Linked DNA regions of Xenopus laevis: region 2 is linked to region 1. The links are chromatin contacts, called in public Hi-C maps. All regions are on one chromosome and are shown on one strand. Each heading gives the region's core, a stretch centred on a gene start, on an enhancer-like site or on the middle of the called end of the contact. The rest is flanking DNA. Distances are from core to core; before and after follow the strand shown. Region 1 has its middle 28 kb from the start of krt8.1.S. Region 2 has its middle 29 kb from the start of faim2.S.

Region 1 (4,445 bases), core at 1,505-4,004:
GTTGCCTTTTTATCTGTTGAAGAATTAAAACTGTCAGCATCTCTCAACAGCCTCCACTGAATGCTGCAGACTGCAAATTGAATAACAGTGATATAAAGTATTACTATTGCAGTCCCTTCCCTGGAAAGAAATAAACCTTTCTTTGGACGGGGGACAATATTTCTATAGACTGCTTATGCATTACAGTCAGAAAATGATGTCCAGAGCAGTGGCCCGTGTCTCACTAGACTCATCTGTGGCAGAACTCAGGCAGCCTGCAAATCCTTGCCTTATATTATATTTTATTCATCTTCTTTTGCTATCTGCATACTATTTTACTAAATACTAACGTACATGCTTTTGCTGAGCACAAAGGTGGCAGCTTTTGGGAGCCACACCTTTCCCAGGTCTCTGTGGCAATACAAAACAAGGCAAGCCAGTGGGAGACAAAGCTGTGCCAATGACTACACACAGAGAGCTGTCTGGGGTGTTCCCTAGGGTGAAGCTGTTGTGCCCCAGGCATTCCACCTTGGAACGTAGTCAGAAATCTGAAACCATCCTATTACTACAGGCAACTGCACAGCCATTCCAGCTTGCACTAGAATTTCCTAGGCTGGTTGACCATCTGCCCGTACATGTGGCCCCAGCAAGTCAGTTTATGTCCATGGCTGTCAAATAGAAAACACACTTTATTATGAAATCCCCATTGGCACATTCTTATCTCTAAATCTGCTTTCCACAGATCGCACATTTTTGAGGAACTGACAGTACTAGTAAATGTAACAACTCCAACAAATATAGCTGACAAATCTGTCCCTCCAGCCCAAAGTGAGCAGTCTTTTGGCCCATGCAAGGAGCAATTCTGATAGGCTGCCCAACCTATATATATATATATATATATATATATATATATATATATATATATATATATATATATATATATATATATATATATATATATATATATATATATATATGACCAAATATTGGGCAGCTATCTGCAGGTTTGAAAAACCAGAAGCACATTGGCTCGCTCATTGATAAAATGCTTTCTTAACTGGGCGCTATAGGCCAAGCGGAGTTAAGATCGACTAGTATTAGTATGGTGTCCTTGTCAAATGGATATTAAACTGTATGCCCTGCTTAATACTTGCAAATGGTTGAGAAATCAAACCTGAAATATGCATATACACACTGTGCTGTATAGGCACTATATGCTGCTTGTCACTTAACTATCCTTATATTAAGGGAACTGTTTTATTCATGTATGCATAGTAGTGTGCATGTATTCTATTGTGTGTGCACTGTACAGGTATGGGATCCATTATTCGGAAAGCAGTTATCCAGAAAGTTCCAAATTACGGAAAGGCCGTCTTCCATAGACTTTATTTTATCAATAGTCAAAATTTTTAAAAAGTATTCCCTTTTTCAGTCTAATAATAATAAAGTACCTTGTACTTGATCCTAACTAAGATTTAATTCGTTTTTACTGGAAGCAAAACCGGCCTGTTGGGTTCATTTAATGTTTATAGGATTTTCTAGAAGACTTAAGATATGAAGATCCAAATTACAGAAAGATCCATTATCTAGAAAGCCCCAGGTCCCAAGCATTCTTGATAACTGGTCCCACACCTGTATTGTGTGTGCATTGTATTATGTATATATGGTTTTGTGTATGAGCGGTGGCATTCCAGTAGCATAGTTTTCCCTAGCTTCCAATCCTGCAGCTTCCAGTGGACTTTCATGGAAAGTACCTAACACTAGTAGTACAGACAGTTCTTGGCTGCACAAATATGCATTTAAGTTTTTCTGGCTGAGAACCATCTGTACAAGTGGGAGATGGCAATTGCAGCGCTTGGCTATACCATGTATACAATGTACCGAACCAGAACCAGCCTATTGTGTGTATTTAATGTTTAAATGATTTTCTAGTAGACTTAAGGTGTTTACAGAAATATCCATTATCCAGACAACCCCATGTCCTGAGCATTCTGGATAACAGGTCCCATAACTCTACTGTTTATACCACTATACCAAATGGCATGGACAGAAGGGGCCATTTTTTGGCATGGGGTAGGGTACAAATTGTATGTATGTATGTATGTATATTTTTTGTATGTATATTTTTTTTGTATAGTGTTCCTTGAGGGCAAAGCACTGTACAGCAAAACAATAAATTAGTAGTAACAAACAAGGGGTCATTGGAATAAAAAGTAATAATAAGTGCATTATTAGAATACAATTCACATAAATATAAAATATAATTACAATACAGATTAAGTGCTCGGTGTCAAGGAAACAAAAGGCTAGAGGACCCTACCCCGTAGGGCTTACAGTCTAAATGGGAGGGTAACATACAGGCACAGTTCGGAGGGGTATTAAAGTGCTGTAGGTTAAAATTGTAAAAAGTACATATCTGTGCACTCGGAATACAAGACCTGCCTGGTTTGCAGAATTGTGTTCATCTATTTACAGTTGGGCTAGAGATGCCACCTGTCCGGTATATTAAAATTAGCCGTTAAAAATTATGGTTGTTCCCAATGTTATTCATACGGAATTAAATAAGCCGGTATTTTTTTCCGGAAAAGGTGGCAACCTTAATTTGGGCTGGTGTAGACATGTAGGCCTACCCTATGGAAAGCCATAAGCACAAGGCTACCCTGAATCCCCCAGAGTTTCCTTCTGCTCCTAAATCCTGTGTGAGGTACAGAGGGAGGGAGGTATGCTCTGGGCAAAGTGCTTAATGAATGGCCAGACATTTTACAATCTCTCATTTCTTAGCTTCAAGAATACTACCTGTGTTCTGATCTTTCCCTATAATTTGCTGTCCTCTAGTGTTCGACTGCTGATAATGACTTTTTATGATTGCAGTGAACTGTGCACATTGGGAAGTAAATCTCTGTACTGCCGTCCCTGCGACAAGGAGCACTAATAGTGCTCATTTACATTGGACTTGTGGACCAGAGTGCTAAGCTACTAAGGTGCAGAGCAAAATCTGAAGGTCAGGTAATTGAAGTCACTGTTAGGGGACATAAGGGGGGGCATCTATGTAGACCCCCCCACCTGCCTCTCATGAATACAGCCTGGTATAGACCTTTGGCTATTCTGCAAAGTGTAAGGTAGGATGCAACTAGGGTTGCCACCTGGCAGGTAAAAATGATGGTTGATCCCAATGTTATTAATAAGGAAAAAAGATAAATATATAGGAAGGCCGGTATTTTTTTCCAGAAAAGGTGGCAACCCTAGCTGCAACTAGCATGGTGTCTAGTTGTGAGGCACATGCATGGGCACAAGTAAAGGCTAATGAATTGATTCTGGAAGATGTAATGTAAAGGAGAACTAAACCCTTTTCAATTAATGTGGCTAAAAATGTCATATTTTATATACTGAACTTATTGCACCAGCCTAAAGTCTCAGCTTGTCAATAGCAGCAATGATCCAGGACTTCAAACTTGTCACAGGGGGGTCACCGTCTTGGAAAGTGTCTGTGACACTCACATGCTCAGTGGGCTCTGAGCAGCTGTTGAGAAGCTAAGCTTAGGGGTTGTCGCAATGAGGTTTGTTTGATGATGCAAGGCTGATTATTAAATTCTGTTTCCTGTGCTGCCATGTAGTTATTATCTCTACTAATTCCTAATCAGCCTTATATTGTGACATTTCTATTCTATGTGTACTGTATATTGTGAGTGGTTCCCTAAGCTCAGTAAGTGACAGCAGCACAGAGCATGTGCAGTGAATCAGCAGAAAAAAGATGGGGAGCTACAGGGGCATCTTTGGAGACACAGATCTTTACTGCTAAAGTGTTGTGGTTGCCTAGGGCTGGTAGAGAAACCCAAAACATTATGTACAACATTTCTAGCCTACTTCTTCAGTTAAGCTTTAGTTCTCCTTTAACAACAGCAGGAGTGTTACAGTTTGTTTTCATATATAGAGCCCCTTATCCCTCTTGACCCACAACCCACCCCTAAATATTTTGCCCTGGCCACCACTTAAAGTAACTATGACCACTCCAAGTGGGCTTTATCACAGATCTAATGTTAAATTGGAGTAAAATGTTAATTTATGGCAATCATTAAATGCTTATGCTCAATCTTCTGATGATGAAGTTGTTAAAAAGTTGGCGTGTATTAAGTATGCATGTGACACCTGCTGGTGGTTTGATATTATTACATGTGCCATTCCACACCAGAAGTTTTTTAGTGGTGGACGTTGGGGTGAATGTGGCGAGGAGCAGATGGGGGTTGGCGATTGCCTTGGACAACCAAAGCTTTTAAACCAGCTCTGGATCTTGATTGTAAACCCAGATCATCTCTAAATAATAATAATAGTAAAGCATATTCAAGGTATATCTGTACAGGTGACACTACGATCTCTAATTTGCTTTTTTGGGGGCACCAAAAATCAGCTGAGCTTCAGGATTATGCATAAACATCAATAAAGCCTAAACGAGTTTAAGTGTTCATATA
Region 2 (4,106 bases), core at 394-2,893, 390 kb before region 1:
CAATAGAGGTGTTACAGGTGTCTACAATACAGGGGTGAATTTGAGGTGTAAACAATGAAGGGCCAATTAATCTCAGTACTGATAATTTAAATGTTACACAAGGTAAGCAATCACAACAGACAGACATTCATGTGGGGGCACACAAGGCTGGGGGGGGGTCACGGGTCGCATCTGGCCCACGGGCTGCCATTTGGACTGTTGTGCTGTCAGTAGGGAGAATAAGAAAAAAAAGTTTTGTCACCTGCTTTTATTTTAGGCCAAGGTACAGAATAGTGGTCCTATGAACAACACAAGTGTCAGACCATAGTATAAAAATTTACTGTGTTTTTCCCAATTCTATAGCTTTTAGTTTCTTTGTGGGGGCTTTTGTTTGTTAATTTTGATTGTACCTGGGTCGCCAGACAGCCCTGCTATAGGCTAAAGCTCAACCTCTGGGAATTAAAGCACAACCAAGGCAAATGCTGAAGAGCTACTGATTACAGACTGGTTTGCCCTTATTGGGGCTCATCAGAATAGTGCAGAGCTGGGGAATGGGATCCATACAAATTTTACCTTCAACTGAAAGAAGTAGTAGTTTGTACCAGTATCACGATAGGGCTCCTGCGCCACAGCTTCTGTCCCGAAATAGAAGCGATGCAAATACCAAGTCTTTTAAGTTGTGGACAAACATGAACAAGGTTTTTTTATTCACAACATGTTTCGAGCTAAAGTGGCTCTTTTTCAAGTGTTAATCAGTGCACTTTACAAACAGGTTTTTAAATCCATATACACTCCACCCCCTTAGCGTGATAGGTTACTAAAACCGTTAACTCATCGAGGTCACTGCAGTGGGGATTTGTTAGCCTGGCCTCATATCATATAATGTAATCAGTGTAACTGTGGTGCTTATAGTCCAGTGTAGTAAAAAATCCAAATAGTCCAATAGCCAATAAAACCATAAAAATGGTAGGTTACACTTTACCCCCTGTACTGCTTTTCAGCCCACTGCAGTGACCTCGGTGAGTTAATGTTTTTAGTAACCTATCACGCCAAGGGGGTGGAGTGTATATGGATTTAAAAACCTGTTTGTAATGTGCACTGATTAGCACTTGAAAAAGAGCCACTTTAGCTCGAAACATGTTGTGAATAAAAAAAACCTTGCAGCACAGTTTCTGCGGTTTTATGTTCCTGTTTGTCCACAACTTTAAAGATTTGGCAAATTTTACCTTCTAAGCTGTGCAGATGCTGATTAGGAAACTACACTACACTGATGTGGATTACCATCCATAATTCCCCTCATTACTGATGTGCCTCACATGGGGGTGCTAGTGATTCATCTTCTAACCAAATAAATGAGCCACCGCCCTGTAGCCAAGTGTCTTCAGAATTTTTTTTTCTCTCAAGAAGTAGTAATTCGTGTCATGTTAAGAAATGCATTTGTGATGAGAAATACGTGAAGTATTTGGCTCAAGGATCTTATTGAGGTAGGGTATTGGCAATCAAACAAGGCCGAGCCTATATGCTTTTATAGGTATTATACACACATAAGCCTTGTAATTGAACACGTTTGTGTGTACTTGTTGCCATTAGACTTCCATTTACAGCTTTCCAGAGGGAGTTCTCCTGTACAGTTAAAAGTGCAGATTATAGGGGAAGAATTTGCACCAACAGCTTCATGGCTGGCATTTCCCAAAGCTGCACATTCAGCTCCAAACAACAAGGCCTGCCTGCTCTATAGCCACTTGCATAACTGCTTTTCTCACTAATGTTCCCTTCTCTATAGGGAATGTGTCTCACACTTGTCACCTTCTAAGCACCTCATTGTCACCATGCGTGCCCAGGCTTGTACTGGGAGTGTAAAGCTTCCTATTCAGTGGCTCAAACCATTAGAGGTATCTGTCTCTACCTCTGCGCACAAATACCAGCAAAGAATTGTACCTTATTCAGATGCCCCTTGTGTATGTTGATATTTTGTACAATGAGTTTGCACAAGCAATATCCTGACATTTAGACATATCAGAAAAGGGGGTTTGGAATTTGCAAGGAATGCCAGGAAATATTTCCATGCAAAATCTGGGGCAAGCATGGGCACCAAGCAGGCGTTTAGTAAACCTTGTGAGACAACGTAAGTAGCATGAATGCGATAATAGGTGTTAATTGTATATGCTCACCAGAATATTTGCAATGACAGAAGTGCTCGCAGTAAACTTGCTCTTGAGGATTTTCTGGCGTTTTTTCTGGCGCAGGCTATTATTGCTGCTAAATGCACCTTAGTAAACTGACGCCAGAGACCCAAACAGGCCAGATAAATAGTGAATGTTTATGGCATTTTACAGAAGCCCATCCGGGACTTGCCAGAATCTACAGATTGTCAGTGTGGGCCTGCTGACTAGTGATAGGCGAATTTGTCCAGTTTCGCTTCACCACAATTTTTGCGCATTTTGCGAAATCCACGAAACTGGCGAAAAATTCAAGAAACGTAAATTTTGATGTGGGCACACATTTTGACGCGTCGGAACTGTTTCCTGGAGTCGAAAAAACTTTGATGCCGGCGTCTAAACAATTGCATGCGTCAAAATTTTTAGATGCCAGCGACTTTTTGCCAGAAAATCTTCTCGGCAAATTCACGATTTTCGACCATCACTACTGCTGACTCTCTCAAGACACATGAGACTGAGGCAAACACAACAATGACCCGTATAATAGTACCAATCCCTTGTGCCAGCTTCAGCTAATAAAGGAGAAGGAAAACTGCCGAAGCAGCTTATTGCCAATAGATTAGCCACAATAGTGCAAGCTATAACACTATATTTATTCTATAGAATACTTTACCATACCTGAGTAACCAGCTCTAAAAACTCTCTATGTTTTTTTAGGATAGCAGCTGCCATATTAGCTTGGCGTGAAATCACTTCCTGCCTCTCCCTGCTCTCTCATAGTTCTGGGCTCAGATTACAGCAGGGAGGGGAGGAGGGAGGGGAAGAAGAGGGAAGGGGAGAGGAGCAAACTGAGCATGCTCAAGCTAACGCCCTGGAGGTTTAAAAGGCAGGAAGTCTGATACAGAAGCCCATATGTACACAATAGAAGGAAAGAAATTTGGTATTTCTTTTGACAGAGGACTCAGAGCAGCATTACAGCATTGAGGGTTTACTTGTGTATTTATACAGACCTTTCTGATAAAGCTTACTTAGTTTTAGCCTTTCTCCTTTAATAATATATGTATTCCTCAAGCAGACTACAGGTCTGGCCACTATCAACCAATTAGCAGGCAGCATTTACTGAGCACCTGTTTATAAGCAAACCTCTTATTGGTTGCTATGGGTAACTGCCTCATGGCAAACTTTGTGCCTTTTATTACATATGGGGGGAATCTGATCCAGCAGCACATTCAGAGCTGTAATATTGAGGCCAGTCCCTGCCTTTATTGTTACAGAATCCTTCCAGCTGGCAAGGTTGGGTGTGTCTCTGCTGTGGAGCTTTGCAGGAAATAGAAGGGGCCGATCAGGTTTCCTCTAGCGCCTGGGCCAAAACTGTAGCAGTCTCTGTTAGTGTGTCAGGGTGGGGCTGGGGAAAAGAACTATGTGCAAAGTAAGTATATAGGAATGGCACCAGCTGAGGAAATAGGATGAAATGTTGTTGTGGAAAGGTGTAAATAAGACTGTGGCCCAAAATTTGTTTTCAAGAGAGTGTCATGTGACATATGCATATTCATGCCACCTGATGTGTTGTAAATGGACTGGTAGGTGAAATTGAAGGAGATATTTTTCAGTTTAGTCATATTTATGTTTCTCCATCCCTATACACAAAGGTCCCTGCTGTAGAAAGACCAGCCCATCCATACCATGTATTTTCAATGCTCTTAATCATGACATTGGTTAAAGAGCATAAGGTTACTTCAAGGTATGGTCACCAATAAATTACAGAGGGTTGGGTAAATTATAGAAGCCAAGCTATTGACAAGAAGCCCAAACAAAGTCCCATTGTTGAAAGAGAAACGTGCTGAAGAGTTTGCAATCTGCCAAATAACTCATTAACTGGCCTAAAGAGAAATGGCACAACATTTTGTGGATTAATGAAAGCAGGATTGTTCATGATATGGGGATGTTTCTCATACTGTGGTGCTGGGC

What was found. Hi-C and Micro-C count contacts between places; a contact is called where the count stands out from the background.
Region 2: a Hi-C map of the XTC cell line shows a contact between it and region 1, with 4 times the contacts expected there. The contact joins two enhancer-like sites. A contact is called at or near these places in 2 of 4 Hi-C or Micro-C datasets (the XL177 cell line and the XTC cell line).

Annotation. Positions count from the first base shown.
Region 1 is chr2S:139,403,115-139,407,559 of Xenopus_laevis_v10.1, reverse strand. No RefSeq gene overlaps it. Among protein-coding and RNA genes, the nearest start is that of krt8.1.S, 28 kb to the right of the region's middle. Within about 2 kb of position 2,754, at least 1 of the 7 cell types and tissues checked has an H3K27ac peak or open chromatin away from gene starts, as enhancers often do.
Region 2 is chr2S:139,792,413-139,796,518 of Xenopus_laevis_v10.1, reverse strand. No RefSeq gene overlaps it. Among protein-coding and RNA genes, the nearest start is that of faim2.S, 29 kb to the left of the region's middle. Within about 2 kb of position 1,643, at least 3 of the 7 cell types and tissues checked have an H3K27ac peak or open chromatin away from gene starts, as enhancers often do.